7 separate regions of the Mus musculus genome follow, and all the other regions are linked to region 4. Evidence: chromatin contacts called from public HiChIP or PLAC-seq and promoter capture Hi-C data. All regions are on one chromosome and are shown on one strand. The core of a region is the stretch at or near the end of the contact, and the rest is flanking DNA. Distances in the headings are between cores, read along the strand shown.

Region 1 (2,700 bases), core at 193-2,692, 980 kb before region 4:
ATTTGAACCATAAGAATGTATGTGTATTTGTCCTGGGCTATTTCATTTGGCGGGAGGGGGGGGCATAGGGGAGGGATTGTTTTACCAGTTAAGCTGTAGGAAGCATGAATGATTTGACAAATTCTAGGGGCTGGAGAGATGGCTCAGTGGTTAAGAACACTGATTGCTCTTCCAGGGCTTGAGTCCCAACACTTATGTGATGGCTCACAACTGTCAGTAACTCCAGTCCCAGGGGGTTCTAGTGTCCTCTTTGGCCTCTGTAGGGACCAGGTACACATGTGATACACAGACATGTGTAGGCAAAACATTTATAAAATAATAAATCTTACCCAAAAAAGTGAAAATCCTGTCAGTACCTAATTCTAATGCTCTACAGATTAGGGATAGTCTTCCTCCTCTCTTATCTGTAAGGGTAATTTCTACTTAGCATTTGGATGCCTGGTAAGACTCCAAGCTGCCTACAGGGCCTGCCGTTGGCTCAGGACCCCTTCTCTGGCTCCCTGACTCAAGCAGTCAGCTGTGCTCTTTCCTCTTTGCTTGCAGTGTGGGCTTGCTGGACTGTAAACCGTCCCTTCAAGGGCAGGTGGTGTGTCTACCGCTGCACCCCAGGAACTGATGCGCGGTGATGAGCCATAGGCATTAGTAGACTGATGGATGGTTGAAGCCTATCCCTCGGTGGGGCCAGGTTGTAGATGTGAAATTACCAACTGGTCCTCAGTTTCCCCTTCTTAGGAGGTCAGGAGGCTCCCTGTTTCATGCACTATGGAGATTTTGAACAATGCGTGGGGGGCCAATGGACTTTGTCTAGGGTTCACTGGTTTCCTCCGAGTCTGACAGGCAAAGCACTCTGAGCATTATGCTCCATCACCACGATCATTTCTTATCTCCAAGAGCTGCAATGATTAACGAGATAATGGCAAACATCTGCCAGACACTAAGTGCTCAGGGAATACTGCTTGCTTCCCTCCTGAATAGTGATCTCCGAGAAGGCTTTGAGAGACCAGGCAGGCATCCATTCTTGATCTCTCCTCCGAAGGAAGGAACCGATTCTGCGTTCTGGAAAGTTCTCGGAGCTTTGGTGACCTGTTGAGAGTGACTCTGAGTTTAACAATCAAAGATAACTGTGAGCTAAGGCCATCAGACCATTAACCCATCATGAGTTGGTTCGTTTTAGATGGAGTCTCAGAGCTCAGGCTAGTCTGCAACCCTGTCTGCAGCTCTGGTTGGTCTCGAATCTGTCATCCCTCTACCTCGGTCTTACAAGTGCTGGGGTTTCAGCAGTGTGCCACCAGGGGATTCACTTCAACATAAATGTCACAGCTTGGGAGGAATGTTGGAGATTTTAAGTCCATAATAACTTCCACAATAGCTACAGGGTAGATACGGATCCAGGTGTGATCTGTCCCTGAAATGAGTAGGTAGAGCTGGCAGAACATCCGAGTCCACCTGGCCCCAAGCCACCCCGTTCTGCCTCATAGAGAGCAAAGTTCAAAGGCTCAAAAGAAAGTTAATCCAAACCACAGAAGAAACTGCCTGGCCCTCATCTGAAAGCTGAGTTTATGTTGAAATTCATGAAAACATGAAACTTCACGTTGCTTGTATTATCGTTGTCACATTTGGGAAATTCCAGGTTAGAAGACCTACAATTCAGACCCCCCTGCATAAAAGCTTTAAGAGGATGGATGAGACTCTAACACACATGGAAAGGAGAAGCCATTCTCTCTTCAGGTCCGCTCACCCCTGGTGTCTGTCAGAGCCAGTAGGAGCTGTTTTTAGTTCTGTTCCTTCTCCAGCTGTACAGAGAGGCCAGGGTGTGTGTGTGTGCGCGCGTGCAGTGTGCACGGGTGGTTTATTTTACAACCCGGGCAGGTGTTCTTTTGCTAAGCACTAAATCCCCAGAGACTACTGGAGGTTGTTTCCCCCTATTCTCTCTCCCCCTCCCCCTCTCTCCTCCCCTCCCTCCTCTCTCCTCCCCTCCCCCTTCCCCTCCCCCTCCCCTCACCCCTCCTCTCAGTTATGGGGACTAACTTGGGTCATGATTTCTGGAAAGTGTTCTTGCTCAGTGCACCAACAATGGCACCAAGAAGAGCCTGAGCAGACACTTGGCGAGATGCAGGAGTCTGTGACTCACTGGCTTTTACCTTGAAATCTCAGGTTACACCAAGAAAGCAAAAACAGGGCTTTAGGGATGACAGGATCGCTTAGCAGGTAAAGGCACCTGCCACCAAGCCCGACAACCCCAATTCAACCCCTCAGGCCATTTGGTAGAAAGAGAGAGCCAATCCTAGTAAGTTGGCCTCTGACCTCCACCCACGCCTTCGTACCCTCGTCATGCCCCAGCAGTGGCACATACAATAGTAATGTTAAATTTTTAAAAGGATCGTGTTTTGCATAAGGAAGCATGCTCATTTCAGACTTGAAAAGAGTGAATGTTGTGAGAAAGGGCTCAGCTGTGGATAAAACCTGGGATTAAGTTTGTATAGAAAGTCTTAGAAATTAAAAATTTTACAAAAAAAAAATCATATTCAAAGGTAAATTCAACCACCTAAACCAGGAAACTTTGACCTGCTGTGGAGGGAGGGGAACGAGTTTGGATCAGGTTTTTATTTGCTAATAGACCAGTCAGGAAATAGCATTTCATACTTTTCCATTTTTATTTTTTTTTTATATGTGTGTGGTGTATGTGTTCATGTGTGTGTT
Region 2 (2,700 bases), core at 5-2,504, 770 kb before region 4:
GGTGTGAGCAGGGTGGGTCCCTGCTTGCTGTTCCCAGAGCCCCAAGGCAAGAGCCTGGAGTCACATTTTATCTCCGGCTTCTGACCTGGGGTCAGGGTGCCAATAAACCAGGTTGTTTTGGCCACACCCTGTGATGTATTTGTCTGATGGGAATGTGGTTCTGAAACCAGTAGATGGTGGCCTTTGTTCAGTGGTGGCTGGAGGCTGCTTTTCTTTCTTAGAGTTGAAAGAGTTGCAGGCTGCATTCCCCCAGAGAATTAGAAAAAGAAATGTTCTGAAACAAATGATGCTCCCATGGAACACTTATTCTTTAATTCCCACCAGCCTCCACCCAGTGCTCTGTGAGTTTTGGTCCAGAAATGGCTCCTGTCTGTCCCCACCATCTCTATCAGTGCTAGGATCTGCATGGATGCTTAGAAGTGTGCTAGGCCTGCCTGCTGGTCTCCGGGTCCCCATGTCTGTCCAGTACCCTGCCTTGTCTCCTGTCCTGGTTTTCAGGAACGCTTTCCCCTGGCCTAGCATGTGTGACCCTGGAGAAGGGATTGCAAAGCCAGTCTGGATAATTCTGAGTAACTCAGTAAATGAGCTTCATTTCAGATGGAGGTGGGAGACAGCAAACATGAATCCTGCTGCAGCCCAGCCTGGTGTGGGTCCACCAGACAGGTGCCAATCAAAAGAAGGATCTTTCCAAGTCGAACCTGTTTTGGAAAATAGGTCTATTCACAGCATACAAGACAGATGCTCCAAGAAACGCTTTACTTTAATCAGGTAGTCACCTGCTCTGTTTCTCACTGTTAGTCTAATGGAAGACTGCACCTTTCTGAGTTTCAAGTCCTGCTTCTAAAAAAACTGGGCTGGCCAAAATTATTGGAAGAGCGAGGCACGGTGCTATGTGAGTGCTATGTGAGGGGACTGAGAGAATGCAGTGCAATGCGTAGGAAGGCTGCAGCCACTCTTGGATCTCTGTGGTGCCATTCAGACAGGGGTGCTGGGCCCAGACACAGAAAGGACACAGTACCCTTAGAGCCCAGTGAGAAGTCAGATAAGATCTGGCCGTTCAACTTGGGTTTGGGACGCAGAAGGCTGGAGGCACCAGACAGTGCTGCAGGAGCTCAGCCGAGGGCAGCCGGAACCTGGTTTGACTTGAATTTCTTCCTTCTGTTTTGTTATTGCTGATAGCTTTGTGTTTGCTGGCCACTGTTGGAATCATGGGTGTAACTGGGTGGGGCAGGTGAGGCCAGAGGCCAGGTGCAGCCTGGCAAAGAAGTAGAGGGAGGTGTAGGGTGTGGTGTGCAGGGCCCTGACTTCTCTAAGCAGCTATAGGGAGCTCCTTCCCGGAGGCAAGACGCCTTGTCAGGCACTGAAGCAAGGCTGGGGTGCTTGCTGCCTCTGTGACTTTCCTCCTCCTCCTGCAGCCAGGTCTAGGGAGGAACAAGTTGTCTTCAGCATGGGATAACAGCAGTTGTGGGGTTGCTGAGTACCTCTTTCTTTCCCCGTGTCCTCAGGCTGTTTCGAGCGCTCTTGCTGGCTTGCCACCTGGCTGCCATCTTGTTATCATGAACGTTTCCCACTGGTGGCTTTTACTTTGGGGTGATTCTGTAGATGAAGTACTTGTAGGACTGAAGTCTCAGAGACTTGGGATTTGGAGCCAAGCGAAGGAATGGCAGATATGGATGGCATAGGGAGAGGTCATGAACACGGGTGGGACAGGGTCCATGAACACAGCGGGTGGGGGGTGGAGTTTGCACGCATGAATGCAGGTTTGTGAACATGGATAGAATAACAGTTTGTGAATATGAACGGGATAAAGTTTGCAGTCACGGATGAGACAGAATTCATGGATGTAGAAGAGAAGGATCTCGTGGACAGAGAGATGGAGGAGTTTGCAGACATGGACCAAGTCCATGAACATGAATGGTAAGTCGTTCAAGGACATGGATATAGAGTTTCACTCATTCTCCAGTTGGATGTAGCAGCCAGCATCAGAACGAATCCACGTGGGGCCCTTACCTATCCTCCTCCTGCTGGTTGCAGGCTTTTCTCTTTCCCTAGCCCACCTCTGGCTACCTCTCTCAGTGCAACCTCTGTTGTCCCCTTAAGCCCCCAGCATCAGTGATGGAACCCAGGACTTTATGCATGCTTGGCAAATGCTCTGCCACAGAGCCACCTCCCAGGACACCTTGATATTTACTTTTTCAGGAGGTGGCAGACTAGTGTGTTAATAGAAGCCTTAGCTCCTTTGGTATCCCTAATGTTTGGTGCATGGGAGGAGCAGGGCAGGGTGCAGTCTATATTTGTTAGACTGAAGAAATAGAAAGATGACAACTGACCTTCCTCAATGTACCAGATGGTACTGGAACAGAATTTGGAGATGAGAGACTACGGGTCATATATAGTCTTCCTGGATTGGTCTTGGATTAGAGACACTGACCTAATTTATACCTTAAGACTGTGTACATGAAGGCTTGTCCTTAGAAGCAGCGTATGTTAACACAATAACAAGGGCTAGCAAGATGGGTCAGCAGGTAATGCAGTATAAGACTGATGACCTGAGTTTGAGCCTTGGAACCCATGTACAAAAAGCCATATGTGGTGGCATGCCTTTGTAATTCCAGTACTCCTACAGTGAGAGAGTGAGCAGAAACAGGAGGATTCCCTGGAAGCCCATGGGCCAGCTAGTTTGGAATGTACAACAAAACA
Region 3 (2,700 bases), core at 166-2,665, 870 kb before region 4:
TCTACAGGGTGGAGAAAAACCAACCACTGACCAAGGTACCCTGACTCACTCAAGATACCTTCCTTCTGGACAGTTCTCTTCCCTTTTCCTTCACCTTTAAGGGTTGCTTGCATGACGGAGGCTGTGAGCTCCTGATTGCTGAGATGCAGAGGGCCAGCTCTTTCCCCTGAGCTCTACCTCACTTTGCTTCTCTTCCTGCTCTGAGACATGTGCATCTTCCTTTCATTGCCTCGGAGCATTGTTGGTTGGCTTCAGGTTGGCTTGGGTTGGGTCAGGATTCCTGCCATAACTCAAGAATCCCGTAATTGGAGACTAGGGGTGGCATAGTCCATGAAGTGCTTGCCTTGCAAGTGTGAGGGCCTCCATTTGGTTCCCAGAACTCACAGGAAACCTGGGAGCCATAGTGCCTGCTGTAGCCCCAGTGCTCGGGATGCGGGAGGCAGAGGTAGGTACAACCCTGGGGCTGACTGGGGAATGCAGCCTGGTGAGTGACCATGTCTAACTAACTAAAGTGAGTGAGTGGATGGCGTTCCTGAGGTTGTCTTCCGGCCTCCATGTCCACGTGTACCCATACCCACATGCCCCTGAATGTCTGTACACACAATGAATTTGCAGTCATGAAAAAAGGCACAACTCTTTTTTTTTTTAATCAATGAGCTGAGTTCTGTGTATAAAGCCTGGTTTAATATTTTCCACTCACTCTGTTAAAGGTGTGCCACGTCATCACCGAGGTGAGATCTGGAAATTTCTAGCTGAGCAGTTCCACCTTAAACACCCATTTCCTAGTAAACAGCAGCCAAAGGACGTGCCCTACAAAGAGCTCCTGAAGAAGCTGACCTCGCAGCAGCACGCCATTCTCATCGACCTCGGTGAGTCCACCCCGCCCCAGAGCCAAGAGGGAATGCCCCACCCTTGAGGAGTGTAGAGAGACTATCCAGGTCATTTAGTGATCACAGGTGCCCTCTGAGAGCATACGCGGGCTCCCTTCGTGCCTGGCGGCTGGCTTGTTCTGCTTGGCATGTTGTAGGTGTGAGGAGGCCTTGAGTGGTCATTAAGTCTGTTCATTGACACAGAACTCTGGTTCAGCTCAGTAATTCATATTTTCCAAGGGATGCTTTACAGTACACTGAAGGAGCAACCTGGGAGACACATCGGCTTGGATTGGCTACAGGAGAAACACACAAGCTTGGTTTGCTTTTAGAAGCAGTCTCTGGGCTGTGGTGTACAAACAGAACTTGTCAGAATAATTGTAGAAAACTGTGTGTTGGCAGTTTCGTCTTGGAAAGTGGGCAGTGCCTTGGTTCTGGAATAGCTTTTAAAACGCAGAAAGGAAGCAGTGTATTGGATTTGCAGTTTCCATGGAAAAGACCTCGCTGACTTAGAATGTAATTATGTGGAACAAGAGACCCTCTGACTGTTGGTGGCTGAGCAGCGATGGAGCCCTGCCTTCCTACTTGCTCCCAAGGCCTGTCTCTGCTGGGGGGAGCTAGCTCCGTGGCCTTCCCGAAGGCCAGTTCTGGATGCTGAGGATGTCGTCCCCCCTCCCCAGGACATGCGCCTGTCTCTGCTCAGTGCACTGCACTGCCCATTCTGTGGGTCTTTCCCCGTGTTACAGCCGCAGTGGAGACGGTGAGCTGGGTCAGGCCGGAGTCAGAGCCACACACAGTATCTTCATGCTTGGAAAAGTCCCTCAGACTACTCTGCAGGGCTGGCTTTGAATGTCATCCTCAGAACTGTCCTGACTGTAGCTTCTCCGCCCACAGGCCAAGCCCACCCTTCCTAACCCACACTCTTTCTCCCTGGTACTCAACTACTGCAGTGATTATTATTATTATTATTATTATTATTGCTGTTATTGTTTAATGCTAACACTTAACTTTACCTTGAGTTGAATGTTGTATGAAATTTACTCAATCCATTTCTTTTCATTTTCACAACAGTACACATAGACAAGTGCAGAGAGGTTACATAACTTGTTCATGATCTCATAACTAATTTGCATGAGAACTGTGTTCATCCCCTCCTAGCCCCTACCTCTGCTCAGCAGGATGGTGCCCTCCATGGGCTGCACTTGGGCTGTATTAGAGTGTACTCTCAACTCCAAGGACAGTGCCCGACACATAGTAGGTACTCAATGTATCTTTGCCATGTTGATGGCGAGGCACTGAGCAGTCAAGTGGCATGGCCATCAGCGCAGAGGTGCAGGGACCTATCCACCATCATTCTGACAGCCTAAGACTTCCAAGCCCTACAGGCTCCATGGTGCTAAGAGATGCCAGTACTGGGCAGGTGAAGGGGGAGGCTGACTGGCATGGCCAATCGATCTCCAGCCAAAGCCCATCTGGCCTGGTGACCCTGTGGAGGATATTTGTACATTATCAGCAGCTGAATTTGTTAGTGTGGTAACAGAACAGTGGCATCGTGTTCCTGTTCTGTGAGGTGAACTGAAAACTGACCTGGGGGTAGGGGTGTGGAAAGGAGTGGCAGGTCTCTCTCCTGCCTTCTCCACTCCCCCATGGCACAGGAGGAGAGGAAACACAAGAAATTTTGCTCCCTGTTTTGCATTTTCTTCCTTTGGCTTCTTGTCTGCATTCCCCTTACTCTTCCTGGACAGGTCAGCCCTCTGCCTCTGACTGCTTGAATGTCATCCCTTTTCTGCAGAAAGAGAATGAAGTCCAGATTGGCCACACTCCCCTGCCC
Region 4 (2,700 bases), core at 103-2,602:
TGGCACTGCTCTTTTATTTCAAATCTGCTTATTACTGATATGGAGGGGTGTGACTACTCTTTGTGTATTAAGATTGTATCCTGGAGGCTTGGTATAATTAGCTCTACCTCTACCCCACATCCCTCCCTCTCTTCTACTGATTCTGTACACTCTCAGTCATGTCATCTGCAGTTTTCCCACCTCCTTCCTCAATCAGTATGCTTCTTTTTCTCTCCTTATTGCATTAACTAGGACTTCCACCAGAATTGAGAAAGAGTCACAAGAGGGGACATCCCTGCCTTGTTCCTAATGGGACTACTTTCAAGATTCTTAGCATTAAGTACATCAGCCTTAGGCTATTTGGAGATACTGTTTACAATTTCTATGGTACAGGGTTTTGTTGTCTTGCTTTTTCTTGTTGGGTTTTGTTTTTTGAGAATTTTGAGGGTTTGTTTTATGTTCAGTTTTGTCAAATGCTTTGTTATTATAGCTACTGATGCAACCATGTAGGTTTTTTGTTTTTTTTTTGTTTGTTTTTGATTAGCCTGTTACTATTGTGACAGAGCAAGACAATGCAGAAGTTTCTCCATCTTGTATTCTTGCTGAGGCCATTTTAGGTTTGACTACAATTTTATCTCATGGACGAGAGTCGCTGTGAAAAATTACCCAACTCTATTCTAGGAACCCGAGGTGATGATGCCCAGCTAGCCAACCTTAGCTACTGTGCAGAATCCCACTCCCTCCCTCCAGCCAACTTTTAATGCTTAGCTTCCGCTAAACTTCTTGTTTACCAGGCTCAAATACTACAGGCGAGTTCTTTTCTTTATTTTTTTCAACTATTCCTCCCCGATCACACTAGCTAAAATTGTCTTAATGGTCCTGAAAGAAAACGACTCCTCATACCTCACCTCCGTTAGGGCAAAATCAAAAATAAAAACCCTGCAAGAAAAAAAAATGAGGAATGATACATTAGTTTCTCCAAGCCTTTTTTACAAGTGGATCTTGTAGAAGCCGTCTGGCTCATGAGCCAATTCCTGCCTCCTACTTGCCAACCTCTGGGTCCAGCTTTTTTCCCCCCGGAATTCCTTTACAACCGCTCCTAGGCCAGTGGTTTCTGCTCACATAGCTCAAGACCCTTTCTGTCCATAGGGCCCGCCTGCCTCGCAGCCTCACCCAATCAGAGCTCAGGCAGGAAGTTGACCAGCCCTCGTAGCATTCAACTTCCCGGAGCTTAGCTCCACCTCCATCACGTGACTCTACCCACCCTGCCCATCTCTCTCAAAGGAGGGCTCCGGGGGCAGCTCCGCCCCACGCTCGCTGATTGGTCGCTGTTTGCACGGTCTCCTGGGTGACGAGAACGCGGTAGCGGGGCGGGGGTGTTCTGTTGCGCCTGCGCACTTACAAGAACGGGGGTGTCGCTGGAGCCTTTGAAATGAAGGTAAATAACTTACAAGTGCCAGCGGATTGAGAAGATGTGGCAGCCTCTGTATTTCCTAAACTCTCGGAGCGCGACTCTGAGGAGTTTGTGTCCCTGTCCCTCCGCGGAAGTGCTGAGGATAGAGGAATGAGCTCCGGGAGCGGGCGGGAGGGGATGATGGGCTTGTAAGGATGCAGGGAAAGGAAGCTCTGGAGAGCGGGCTGAGGGAGGCCTGTGCCCTCTGGAATCTGGTAGAAGCCTGATCTGAGTACGCCCGAACTACCGGTATCGCTACCGATTTCTTGTAGCTTAATCCTGGGCAAACCAAGCCACTGGCCCAGAGCCCTAGGGAGAATCAAAAGTCTCTAAAACAGTCATCAAGAATTACTTGGCCTGTGACCTGTCCGGTATGCAGAGCCCTGGTCGCTAGAACACATGATGGAGAAATCTGCACACCTGTGTGCGTCCTCCACTGCACGCAGGTTTTCTGATTGGGTTTGTTGTGAATTCCACAGGGGCAGCCGCTGCACTCCTGTGATTTACCTCAGAGGTACTTACCCCCGCACTGCTCTGACAAAGAAATGGAAACACCGAGTTTAAAATGGTTTCAGCTTTCCTAAAGCTTCACTGTAGCTCTTGTGTGTCCATTGGAATTGGCAGATAACTTTGCATGATTCACTTTCTGGTGTGTCGGAAAGGAGTAAATACTATTCTCTTTACAGTTAAGTTAACCGTGACCTGCAACAAGCAAACCTTTTTGCTGTTCTAGGAAAGCTGTAACTTTTATCTGAGTTGTACCTAGAACCGATATAACTCTGTGGAAGAAAACTAACCTGTAAGATTACAGCCCAAGACAGATCTGCCATGAAAGGAATAGAATCAGGTTTAAGGACGATGTATTCCCAAACTCGCAGAAGTAAGATGGTCTAGAATACGTTGAGTGAGTGTACGTGCTGGAAAAAACCTGTGTGTGCTTGGCATCATAGCGCACCTCTATCTTAAGTTGCGATTCCAGGACACAGGCTTTCGGGAGATGGGCATTTATTCAGATAGCATTGGAGGAGTTGTGTTGTCACTCAGATTCAAGTCTTCAGCTACAGTATCTAAGCTGCATCTACCTAGATAAGGGTGTGCTTGATTAATCTACAGTATTTAAAACTAATATTTTTCATCTAGGGTCATGTTCCTGAGTATTCTAGAATGTAGCAGTCTGATATAAGAATAATATAAGTCAATGAAATTTCAAATTTTTAACTTATAACAACAATAAAATTGTTTAAAAAAAACAAATAACATTGTGATAA
Region 5 (2,700 bases), core at 71-2,570, 860 kb before region 4:
CAGCTAAGATGGAGGCTTTCCAGGCATGCACCGGAACCTCTGTGAACTGTATCCCTTCACCCCCAGCTCAGTGCGGGGAGGTAGGTGTTACGCCCTGTGTGGGAGGCCAGGAACTGAGGCCCAGAGAGACTGAGTCCCTCAGATCCTCAGGGGCAAAGCTGACTCCCAGCCTGAGCTGTCACCAGGGATGGGAAATGCTAATGGTGCCCACTGAGCCTCTCAGGAACAAAAAGAAATCAGGTAGACGTGACAGCACGGGACTTAGTATTTGCATAGACTAACTTTTGAATCTACTTAGTATTAATCATGGAGTTAACCTGAAAACTAGGAAGCTGAATTTTTTTTTTTAAGACAACTGGGAATGGCAGGAATGTGGCAGGGCTTTGTAGGACAGCTTCAGTGCTCATAGGGAAGGGAACCCTGTAGGGGACCCTAGGGGAAAGCTGGCGTCCCACAGCTAGGAAGGGTGTTGGCTGCATTAGTTAGGAAATGCAGTAGAGTACAGCTTCTGTCCTTCAGAAGCCGCAACTCCATTCTCAGAAGAGTGTTCTAGACTGCCAGACCACCTTGAGAGTTGTGATGGTTGCTTTCGACTGTCAGCTTGCCAAGATAGAATCACCTTAGGACTGGTCTAAGACAGTTTCCAGATTAGGCTAATTAAAGTGAGAAAACTTACCCTAAATTCGGACAGTGCCATCCCAGGAGAGACAGCTCCCGGGAGGAGAAAGGAGACAGTGAACTGAGCTGCTACACTTGGCTCTAGGCTTCCTGGCTGTGCGTGTATTGTACCCAGCCATCTCAGGCTTCTGCCACCTCAGGCTCCAGATACCTCAGGCTCCAGACACCTCAGCCTCCAGACACTCCTGTCTCCTGTCACCTCAGACTCCAGACACCCCTGTCTCCTGCCACCTCAGGCTCCAGACACCTTAGCCTCCTGCCACCTCAGGCTCCAGACACCCCTGTCTCCTGCCACCTCAGGCTCCTGCCACATCAGGCTCCAGACACCTCAGGCTCCAGACTCCTCTGTCTCCTGCCACCTCAGGCTCCAGACGCCCAGGCTCTCCACCTCATGAACTGGGCCAAAATAAACCCTTTGTTCTTTGTTACTTTCATTGACCATTTTGTCACAGCAGTATCAGGAAAGTACCTGTTATAGGCCTCTGCTGGGTGACTTCAGCCTGCAGGCTTACCTTATTGGAGAGAGGGCATTGCAGTGAGCAGCAGTCTGCTGACTCACACTGGGCCCACTCCAGCCCTGTCGCTCTTCCTCCTCAGGAGAAAGTGCAGACACTGCCCCCTGGGTGGCGTCTGCACTTTGGGCTTGTTTCACAAGTGTGGCTCTGTTGTCACTGTTGCTGTTAAAGGAAGAGAGCCGGCTCTGCTCATCCATGTGTGAGTGACAGTTGGGATTGGCTCATTTCTGCAGATCTGGGTCAAGAGGACTTTTTCTATAAACAGTCCCATTACTTTGTCATTCTTACAATTCTTAAAAACCCAGCTGAATTGTAACTAAATGTGGTGACCTTGCAAACAGAACATGAGTCCTTTGTCACATTTAACCTATAGTCAGCGTATTTCATAGCATTTGCAGGGAAAGCCGCTAAGAACTACAGTTTTGAAAGTCTTGTCTGTGCCCCTGAGTGCCTGGTGCCTATGAAGGCCAGAAGAGGGTGTCAGCTCCCCTGGGAACTGGAGTTACAGCTAGGAGCCACCAGTGGGTGCTGAGAATTATACCTGAATCTTCGAGAAGGGCAGCCAGTGCTTTTAACTGCTGAGCTGTCTCTCTAGGCCTTGAAAAGTTTTTTTGTTTTTTAAATCTTTTTGGCCTTGTAGAAGCGTGTTAGAACCTATATTTATTCTTTTCCTTTGCAATTACCTCTAGGTGTTTGTTGTCCTCACCGTGTAAAACCATTGACCTTGTCAGAGCTGAGTTTTCTCCTCTCCGTGTGCTTCCACGCGTGCGCGTGAGCACAGGTACCTGTGCCCGTGGGAGGCCTGTCTCAGTGACTCAGCCTGGTGGCTTCTCTACCCAACAGGTGTTTGAGATGGACATCGCCAAGCAGCTCCAGGCCTATGAGGTCGAGTACCACGTGCTCCAGGAGGAGCTTATTGAGTCCTCGCCTCTCAGTGACAACCAAAGAATGGAGAAATTGGAGAAAACCAACAGCAGCTTGCGCAAACAGAACCTTGACCTCCTGGAGCAGTTGCAGGTAGAGCATATTTGCCGAGCGGCTTCCCGAGCCTCTGTGTAGTCGCTCATTAACTCACCAAAGGCACCAGCAGCCCGGGCTTTCCCAGGACCGCAGGACCTTTCCCACCCCGCGCTCTTTGTAGTTGCGATCAGAGGTGTCCCAGGAGAATCAGCCCTTTTATTGCAGAGCAGACAGTGTCCTTGCCACGGTCAGACAGTCCAGGAGCTTTCTGAGAGGCTCTTTCTACACTAAGCTTTGCAGGAGACCAGCTTGGCCCCAGATGCTGACTGCCAACAATTGTGCTTTGAATAATGATGAGAGAGTCTTAAGCTTTTGTTGCCTGGGGGGGAAACAGGCCAGGTCCTTGGAGAGATACTGAAGGAAGGAAGTAACTTAGAAATCTATCTAACGAACTAAATCAGAACAGTTGATGCTTATTTATAAGTCTGATTCGGATGCGAAGGTTTATTAAGCGGCATAGTTCTCCTGTACACCCCGCCCCCATCTT
Region 6 (2,700 bases), core at 26-2,525, 920 kb before region 4:
GATGTATTAGGCCACCTTGCTGTCTGTTGTCCCCAGCAAATGACTGATCCATGGGGCTCTGTGGATCATCTAGGTTGGTATGATTCTTAAAATGATGACAGAAATGTGATGGTTAGTGCAGGGTTGTGCTGAGCTGTGCTTGTCAGTGAGTTTATTTTCCGGGCTTATTTAACAAGGCCAGGCTGCTTCCAGATGCTGATGACTTTGGGGCTGTGGCTCAACTGCCTTTTCTCTTCGTAGGGTAATAAAGCCAGAGGCCTGCAGGACCATTCCGCCAGTGTGGATCTGGACAGCTCCACTTCTAGTACTCTAAGTAACACCAGCAAAGTAAGCATGTTTCTTTCAGTGGTCCCCTGAAGATGCAGCCAACAGGCCTGCCCATCTTGACTCTACACAGCTATCAGGACAAAAAAGCCCATGCCCCTCTAGTCATAAAACACTTAGTGCTTCCAGACTTCTCTACAAGTAGAGGGCAAGCTGTGTGAAAAGTTTTAAATAAAAAGGCCAATAACTATTGCTATAAACAGAGAATCAAGATCATATTTTTAGACAGATGAGACCTGATCTGTAACAACCATGGGCTTCTTATCCAAAGTAGAGTTTGTAATAATAAAAGATTGAGACAGCTTCAAAGGTGGGGAGGGGGTTGTGAATTCAGGGAATTGTGCAGCAGAAATTCCTGAGACTGTGGCCTGTAGCTGATCCCATGACCGTGAGAAAACATGATTGTTTTGTTTGAATAAGCAGCCAAGCCTTGCCCCGTGGTCTGCCGCAGGACACAGGTATGATGCATTGCCCGACCGCCTTCTGTGGTGACACACCTACTTGTCCCCTTGCTTTCTATCTTGTTCCAGGGTCATTTACACGTGACGGGACCTGGTTTATTTAACCCTATGACTGCCAGTCAGGAGGCAGCCTTCCTCCATATTGTCAGCATGCTCTGATGTAAGAACAAGGAAGCTTATGAGCCCCAGCCCCTCACCAAAGCTCTGTCCTAGACTTGAAGTTTTCAAAGGCTTCAGATCCTCGCCAACAATAAGAAAGACATTTAACATTTGACATAGTTTGCAAATACACATAGCCCTCCCACACAAAATGAAAATGAGTTAAAATGAAAGCACTCTCTGGATAATGGGCTGCATACACTGTTATTTCTGCTCATTTATTTTTAAGATGCTCCTGGCAAGCCACTAAATTGATATTACTACCTACTGGGGTGTGTAGTGTGTGGTTTGAGACTCATTCCTTTAGATGAGCATGACTCAGACTTTAAGCTGCCTCTGTGCTTCACTTGTTCTGGCTGGGATCTCAATGCTGACACCGCTCGGCAGCAAGACCGTGTCGCTGCTCCTGCTGCTTTTGTAGCTGGCGTTGTGCCGGAAGACCTGGAAGTCAGTCTTCTCCATGTAGCGTTCTAAGTTAAGGCACAGCAGGCCACATCATCATCCAGCCTTCACAGGACACACACTGATTGTACTTCCACGTTCAAGTGTGCAAATGTCAAGTGCTGCTGGTCACCTATTGTAAAAAGATGGCTGGGTCCATAGGTGAGAAGGTACAGTTGAACAAGTAAACCCCACATGAGGGGGAGTGTGACGAGACGAGAGCTGCAGACAACAGATACTGGTGGCTTGGACCTCAGAGGAGTGAGGGGAAGAGGTGTGGTTTGGTAGTAGAAAGCTTGGAGAAGGGAAGGTACTGATGCTACGAATTAAATCCTGTGGAAAGCCTGGGCATTGTGCCAAGGAAGTAGCCAGGGAGTCGGAATTTCAGATACCTTAGTGTTGATTATGAAGTTCTTAAGACTCCCATCCTTTGTTTTTATGTGTCCCCTCCATCCCCTTTTCTGGTTTTGTACCTAGCTCAAGGTGACCTTGATGGCCCAGAACTCCTGATCCTCTGACCTCTGCCTTCAAGGGCAGAAATTATAGGCATGACCACCAAGGTTGATTTGTTAGGACTCTTGTTGAATGTTTGAGCATACAGTAAGGAGGGAGTACTCAGTGAAACTTTAGCTTATTTCTGTAGCATCAGTCGGAATACAAGCCACTTTAAAGTGGTCTCATCTTGCTTAATTCAGGAAATGGTGCAGTGAATTTTCACTGTACTCTTACAGAGGCAGACAGTGGAATGCAGCAAGAAGTTAAATGACTTCCCCTGAATTATGGCAAGTCACATGTGATAAACATGTCTTTACTCCAGGCAGAACATACAGTATAGTTTTAGCATCAAGAGTGCCAAGTTAAATCTCAACATTAGATCAGAGTCAGAAAGAGCCTTGAACTGTAGGTAAACATCCATGAACATACTAGGCAAAGATAAAGAAGTTGGTTAAGTGGTGGGAACTCTCCATACAGGACCATACTTCCTATAAGCCTGTGAAAAGCCTGTTCTCTGGAGTTAGCAATCTGGTCATGGTATTTGAGCAGTCAGTGCTGCAGCTTGTGAACTTCATTATTATTTTTGGAACTTTCCCCATCTTTGCAGGAAGCAAGAACTTGTCTCTGAGAAGCAGGTGTTATTATATAACAGCTTTAATACCCTTATATCTTTGGTAACCTCTAGATGACATTCTAGTGAGACAGTCCTATGAATGTAATGTATCTGTGTGCTTAGATTGCCAGTCCCCCCATTCCCCTGTCACATATCTAATCTGCTGTCTGTCTGCTGTTAGGAGCTGTCCATGGGTGACAAGGAGGC
Region 7 (2,700 bases), core at 83-2,582, 830 kb before region 4:
CAGTCAGCTTCCTGATGTGCACTCCAGAACTCTGAAGAATAATTGTAAAGGAAGGGCAGGCTGCCCAACAGCGACCGAATGGATGACTGAGGAGTGGACGACTGGGGAAGGCCCTGGAGGGCTTGAGAGAACATGGAGCTCTATGGCTTACAGACACAAGTTGGTGGATGCAGTTGTGAGTTAAGCTTGCCTTCCGAGTGACACTGACCTTGGTCATGCAAGTTGCTGGGGCTCTAAAAGAAGAAAAGATTTTAGGAAAAAGAAAAAAAAACTTTTAAGAAATGCAACATTCAGCTGAAACTTGGAAGAGGAGTCTAAACATTACTTTGGCTCGTAGCTTAGTGCACGAAAGTAGAGTGAGAGACCAGTTCGCAGAAAAGGGTTAGTTTTGAAACTCTACTGTGTGTAAAAAAGACAGCCAGAAAGCAGCTCAAGTCAACCTCATGTGTAACCGCAGCATCAGAAAAACATGAGGCAGGGGCAGTTGGCAGGAGGCATGTCTATCTGTCTTCCATCAGTCTGTCTATCTATCTATCTATCTATCTATCTATCTATCTATCTATCTATCATCACTTAACTATTACAAATTTACCCCCATGAAAGCAATAGGGGCAGAAACCTGAGTTTTGTGGGTCTCTGTTATGGTAATCTTCATTCTCACCTTGGCCGGATTCAGAATTACATAGGAGCCACTCTGTGACTGTGTTCCCCAAAGGGCTAACTGAGAAGAAAATAGCCCTAAATGTGGGAAGCACCATCTCTTAGGGTCCTGGACTGAAAAGGCAAAGTGGGGGTGAGGTGGGGTGGGGTGGGGGAGGCTGAGCACCAGCTTCCATCTCTCTGCTTCTTGACCACGGTCTCCTGCCTTGCCTTTCCTGCCACAACAGATCGCATGCTTCCCTACCAATGAACTTTTCTTCTTAGGTTTCTTTTGTTAGGGAGTCTATCAGAGCAATGAGAAACATAACAGTCTCCTGATGTCATTTTAAGTGTTATCTACAACAGGGAGAACTCTGCTGTCCCCCTCAATGACTAAGTCAGGCTTACAACTTCTGGGTTGGGTTGAGGCAATTAAAAAAAAAAAAGCCTTTGAATTGGAAAAAAAAAGCCTTCTTTCAGATTTTAGCTTTTCAAGTCTAAAGTAATAGTTAAACACCGAACCGGAGTTAACCTTAAATCTTCTCTTTTCTCTCTTGGCATTGACTCCCTCCTCCTGGAAGTCTGCCCTGGGAAGCTTGCTCCTCCTCCTCCCCTCTCTCAGCTCACCTCCTCCCCTTGCTGGGCGCCATTCCCCTGCATGCCTGGAACGCAGCCCAGCGAGGAGAGCGGTGACAGAACAAGAGTCTTCTCTCACGTGTCAGGGTGGCCCAAGCCTTTTGGGCTGGGCAGCTGGCCTCCCTGGAGAGACCTGGCAGCCCATGAAAGCTGACCCTGTCAGAGGCCTCCAGCCGGGCAGCTTTCTCTGTCTATCCCCTGACTTGGGCTGAAGAGTCTCTGTGCCTCAGGGTGGCCTTATGTGACTCCTTCCCCAGCTGCAGGGATTCTTATGGGCTAAAAACCAGCCTCTTTCCATTGAGGTCTTCTGTTCAGGCCCACAGGTCCCAAGGCCATGGTGGCCTTACCAGTGACCTTTCCCACGGGGACCCATATCTGATGTGGGGACGTCTCTTGCTCTGTCACCAGTGGTCATCACTAACATTTGAATGTCACATTACCCATCACTGTCCTATGACCACATCTACTATCTAGTGACATTAATGTTCACCGCCACCTGCAGGACAGGTGAATCTGGCAAGCTGTATCTGTGACATTGGCTCTAAACTTCTGCCTGCCGTTTGTACACCATGAGACACCACATGGATGTTTCACTTACCACTGACTCTGTTGCAGAAGCAGAAACCAGGAGAGTGAGCCTTTATAGACCAGGAAGAACTTACCATGAGGCTTTGAGCAGTTCAGGAGTATCTCTGGGTCTCAGTTTTCCCAACTAGCAAATGGGGTGGACTTGTTATCATCTGGGTCGTTTCTCACACTAAAATTCCATGACCTAACCCAGCTCTAGCATAAAGAATGGCATGGAGGGGTGTGGAACTAGAGGATGAAAGGACTGCATAGGATCGTGGCCACAGCCAGGCTCAGAGAGACTGGTATAAATGCCCCTGAAATCTTTAACATGACAAAAGGTTAAGTACATACTTAAAATGCCTTGAAATCTAGGTCTTTGATAATTGCTTCTTTTTAGCTCTAAAGAGAAGGCTCAATAACAGGAGAGGCTTCAGCACATTGTTTCAAGCGAGACCCTTAAAACATTTGCTCTTCTGACTCATTAACTCCGCACCAGAAATAGATTCAAAGAACCCATCAGAAGCATACACAAAGATTTATTCACAGGAGTGTGATTCATGGTCATCTTCATGGTAGTATAAACTACAAGCTACTCCTTTTATTCCATCTGTGCTCACAGGATACATCCTCAGAGAGGGTTTCCAACTGCACCTGCGTCAGGTCTGGGGAGATGGCTCTGTTGGCAACCTGCTTGCTGTATAAGTGTGAGGACAGGAATTTGGTCCCCTAGAGCACATGTTAAAAACAAAATGAGCTAGGTGAGTGTAATGGTGCCAACCTCTAATCCCAGAACTCAGGAGGCAGAGGTAAGCAGATCTCTGTGAGTTCAAGGTCACTTTGGTCTACATAGAGTGC

Evidence for each region. Promoter capture Hi-C pulls out the DNA fragments that hold promoters and counts their contacts. HiChIP or PLAC-seq counts read pairs in DNA pulled down with a chosen protein or histone mark.
Region 1: an H3K27ac HiChIP or PLAC-seq map of large pre-B cells shows a contact between it and region 4, with 2.6 times the contacts expected there. The contact joins the enhancer-like site here to the promoter of Wdr19 in region 4. A contact is called at or near these places in 9 of 39 promoter capture datasets (the C10 cell line, embryonic stem cells, hematopoietic stem and progenitor cells and 4 more), 2 of 115 datasets of contacts at active chromatin or transcription factors (astrocytes and large pre-B cells) and 1 of 9 other capture datasets (adipose tissue).
Region 2: a contact with region 4 is called in a promoter capture Hi-C map of embryonic stem cells, with 2.5 times the contacts expected there. The contact joins the enhancer-like site here to the promoter of Wdr19 in region 4. A contact is called at or near these places in 6 of 39 promoter capture datasets (the 3T3-L1 cell line, embryonic stem cells, hematopoietic stem and progenitor cells and 2 more), 1 of 115 datasets of contacts at active chromatin or transcription factors (bone marrow-derived macrophages) and 2 of 9 other capture datasets (adipose tissue and macrophages).
Region 3: an H3K27ac HiChIP or PLAC-seq map of the NIH/3T3 cell line shows a contact between it and region 4, with 6 times the contacts expected there. The contact joins the enhancer-like site here to the promoter of Wdr19 in region 4. A contact is called at or near these places in 9 of 39 promoter capture datasets (the 3T3-L1 cell line, embryonic stem cells, hippocampal neurons and 3 more), 2 of 115 datasets of contacts at active chromatin or transcription factors (the NIH/3T3 cell line and astrocytes) and 1 of 9 other capture datasets (macrophages).
Region 5: a promoter capture Hi-C map of embryonic stem cells shows a contact between it and region 4, with 4 times the contacts expected there. The contact joins the enhancer-like site here to the promoter of Wdr19 in region 4. A contact is called at or near these places in 14 of 39 promoter capture datasets (the 3T3-L1 cell line, the C10 cell line, cranial neural crest and 6 more), 2 of 115 datasets of contacts at active chromatin or transcription factors (the NIH/3T3 cell line and microglia) and 1 of 9 other capture datasets (adipose tissue).
Region 6: a contact with region 4 is called in a FOXA1 HiChIP or PLAC-seq map of pancreatic cancer cells. The contact joins the enhancer-like site here to the promoter of Wdr19 in region 4. A contact is called at or near these places in 12 of 39 promoter capture datasets (the 3T3-L1 cell line, the SN4741 cell line, embryonic stem cells and 5 more), 6 of 115 datasets of contacts at active chromatin or transcription factors (the NIH/3T3 cell line, astrocytes, fibro-adipogenic progenitors and 3 more) and 1 of 9 other capture datasets (adipose tissue).
Region 7: a promoter capture Hi-C map of liver shows a contact between it and region 4, with 4 times the contacts expected there. The contact joins the enhancer-like site here to the promoter of Wdr19 in region 4. A contact is called at or near these places in 9 of 39 promoter capture datasets (the 3T3-L1 cell line, the C10 cell line, cranial neural crest and 5 more), 1 of 15 datasets of contacts at CTCF or cohesin (embryonic stem cells), 2 of 484 Hi-C or Micro-C datasets (Th1 cells and cortical neurons), 3 of 115 datasets of contacts at active chromatin or transcription factors (astrocytes, large pre-B cells and stem cell-derived neural progenitor cells) and 2 of 9 other capture datasets (adipose tissue and macrophages).

Annotation. Positions count from the first base shown.
Region 1 is chr5:64,216,604-64,219,303 of GRCm38.p6, forward strand. All of the region lies in intron 2 of Tbc1d1 (TBC1 domain family, member 1), which reads left to right. Among named protein-coding and RNA genes, the nearest start is that of Gm46913, 29 kb to the right of the region's middle. Within about 2 kb of position 1,443, at least 56 of the 459 cell types and tissues checked have an H3K27ac peak or open chromatin away from gene starts, as enhancers often do. A contact at or near this core is called in liver and pre-B cells, where this site is marked.
Region 2 is chr5:64,430,622-64,433,321 of GRCm38.p6, forward strand. No RefSeq gene overlaps it. Among named protein-coding and RNA genes, the nearest start is that of Gm31363, 20 kb to the right of the region's middle. Within about 2 kb of position 1,255, at least 43 of the 459 cell types and tissues checked have an H3K27ac peak or open chromatin away from gene starts, as enhancers often do. A contact at or near this core is called in embryonic stem cells, where this site is marked.
Region 3 is chr5:64,323,741-64,326,440 of GRCm38.p6, forward strand. It overlaps Tbc1d1 (TBC1 domain family, member 1), which reads left to right. Exons shown (of 22, transcript NM_001310611.1): 17 at 711-869. Among named protein-coding and RNA genes, the nearest start is that of Gm43837, 53 kb to the right of the region's middle. Within about 2 kb of position 1,416, at least 127 of the 459 cell types and tissues checked have an H3K27ac peak or open chromatin away from gene starts, as enhancers often do. A contact at or near this core is called in the NIH/3T3 cell line, astrocytes and liver, where this site is marked.
Region 4 is chr5:65,198,344-65,201,043 of GRCm38.p6, forward strand. Wdr19 (WD repeat domain 19) reads left to right here and starts at 1,353. Exons shown (of 37, transcript NM_153391.2): 1 at 1,353-1,417. The coding sequence starts at 1,412.
Region 5 is chr5:64,343,216-64,345,915 of GRCm38.p6, forward strand. Tbc1d1 (TBC1 domain family, member 1) reads left to right here. Exons shown (of 22, transcript NM_001310611.1): 21 at 2,037-2,210. Among named protein-coding and RNA genes, the nearest start is that of Gm43837, 33 kb to the right of the region's middle. Within about 2 kb of position 1,321, at least 168 of the 459 cell types and tissues checked have an H3K27ac peak or open chromatin away from gene starts, as enhancers often do. A contact at or near this core is called in adipose tissue, embryonic stem cells, liver and 3 more, where this site is marked.
Region 6 is chr5:64,279,091-64,281,790 of GRCm38.p6, forward strand. Tbc1d1 (TBC1 domain family, member 1) reads left to right here. Exons shown (of 22, transcript NM_001310611.1): 10 at 241-327; 11 at 2,675-2,700. Among named protein-coding and RNA genes, the nearest start is that of Gm38634, 23 kb to the left of the region's middle. Within about 2 kb of position 1,276, at least 48 of the 459 cell types and tissues checked have an H3K27ac peak or open chromatin away from gene starts, as enhancers often do. A contact at or near this core is called in the NIH/3T3 cell line, the SN4741 cell line, hippocampal neurons and 1 more, where this site is marked.
Region 7 is chr5:64,366,304-64,369,003 of GRCm38.p6, forward strand. No RefSeq gene overlaps it. Among named protein-coding and RNA genes, the nearest start is that of Gm43837, 10 kb to the right of the region's middle. Within about 2 kb of position 1,333, at least 85 of the 459 cell types and tissues checked have an H3K27ac peak or open chromatin away from gene starts, as enhancers often do. A contact at or near this core is called in adipose tissue, astrocytes, cortical neurons and 1 more, where this site is marked.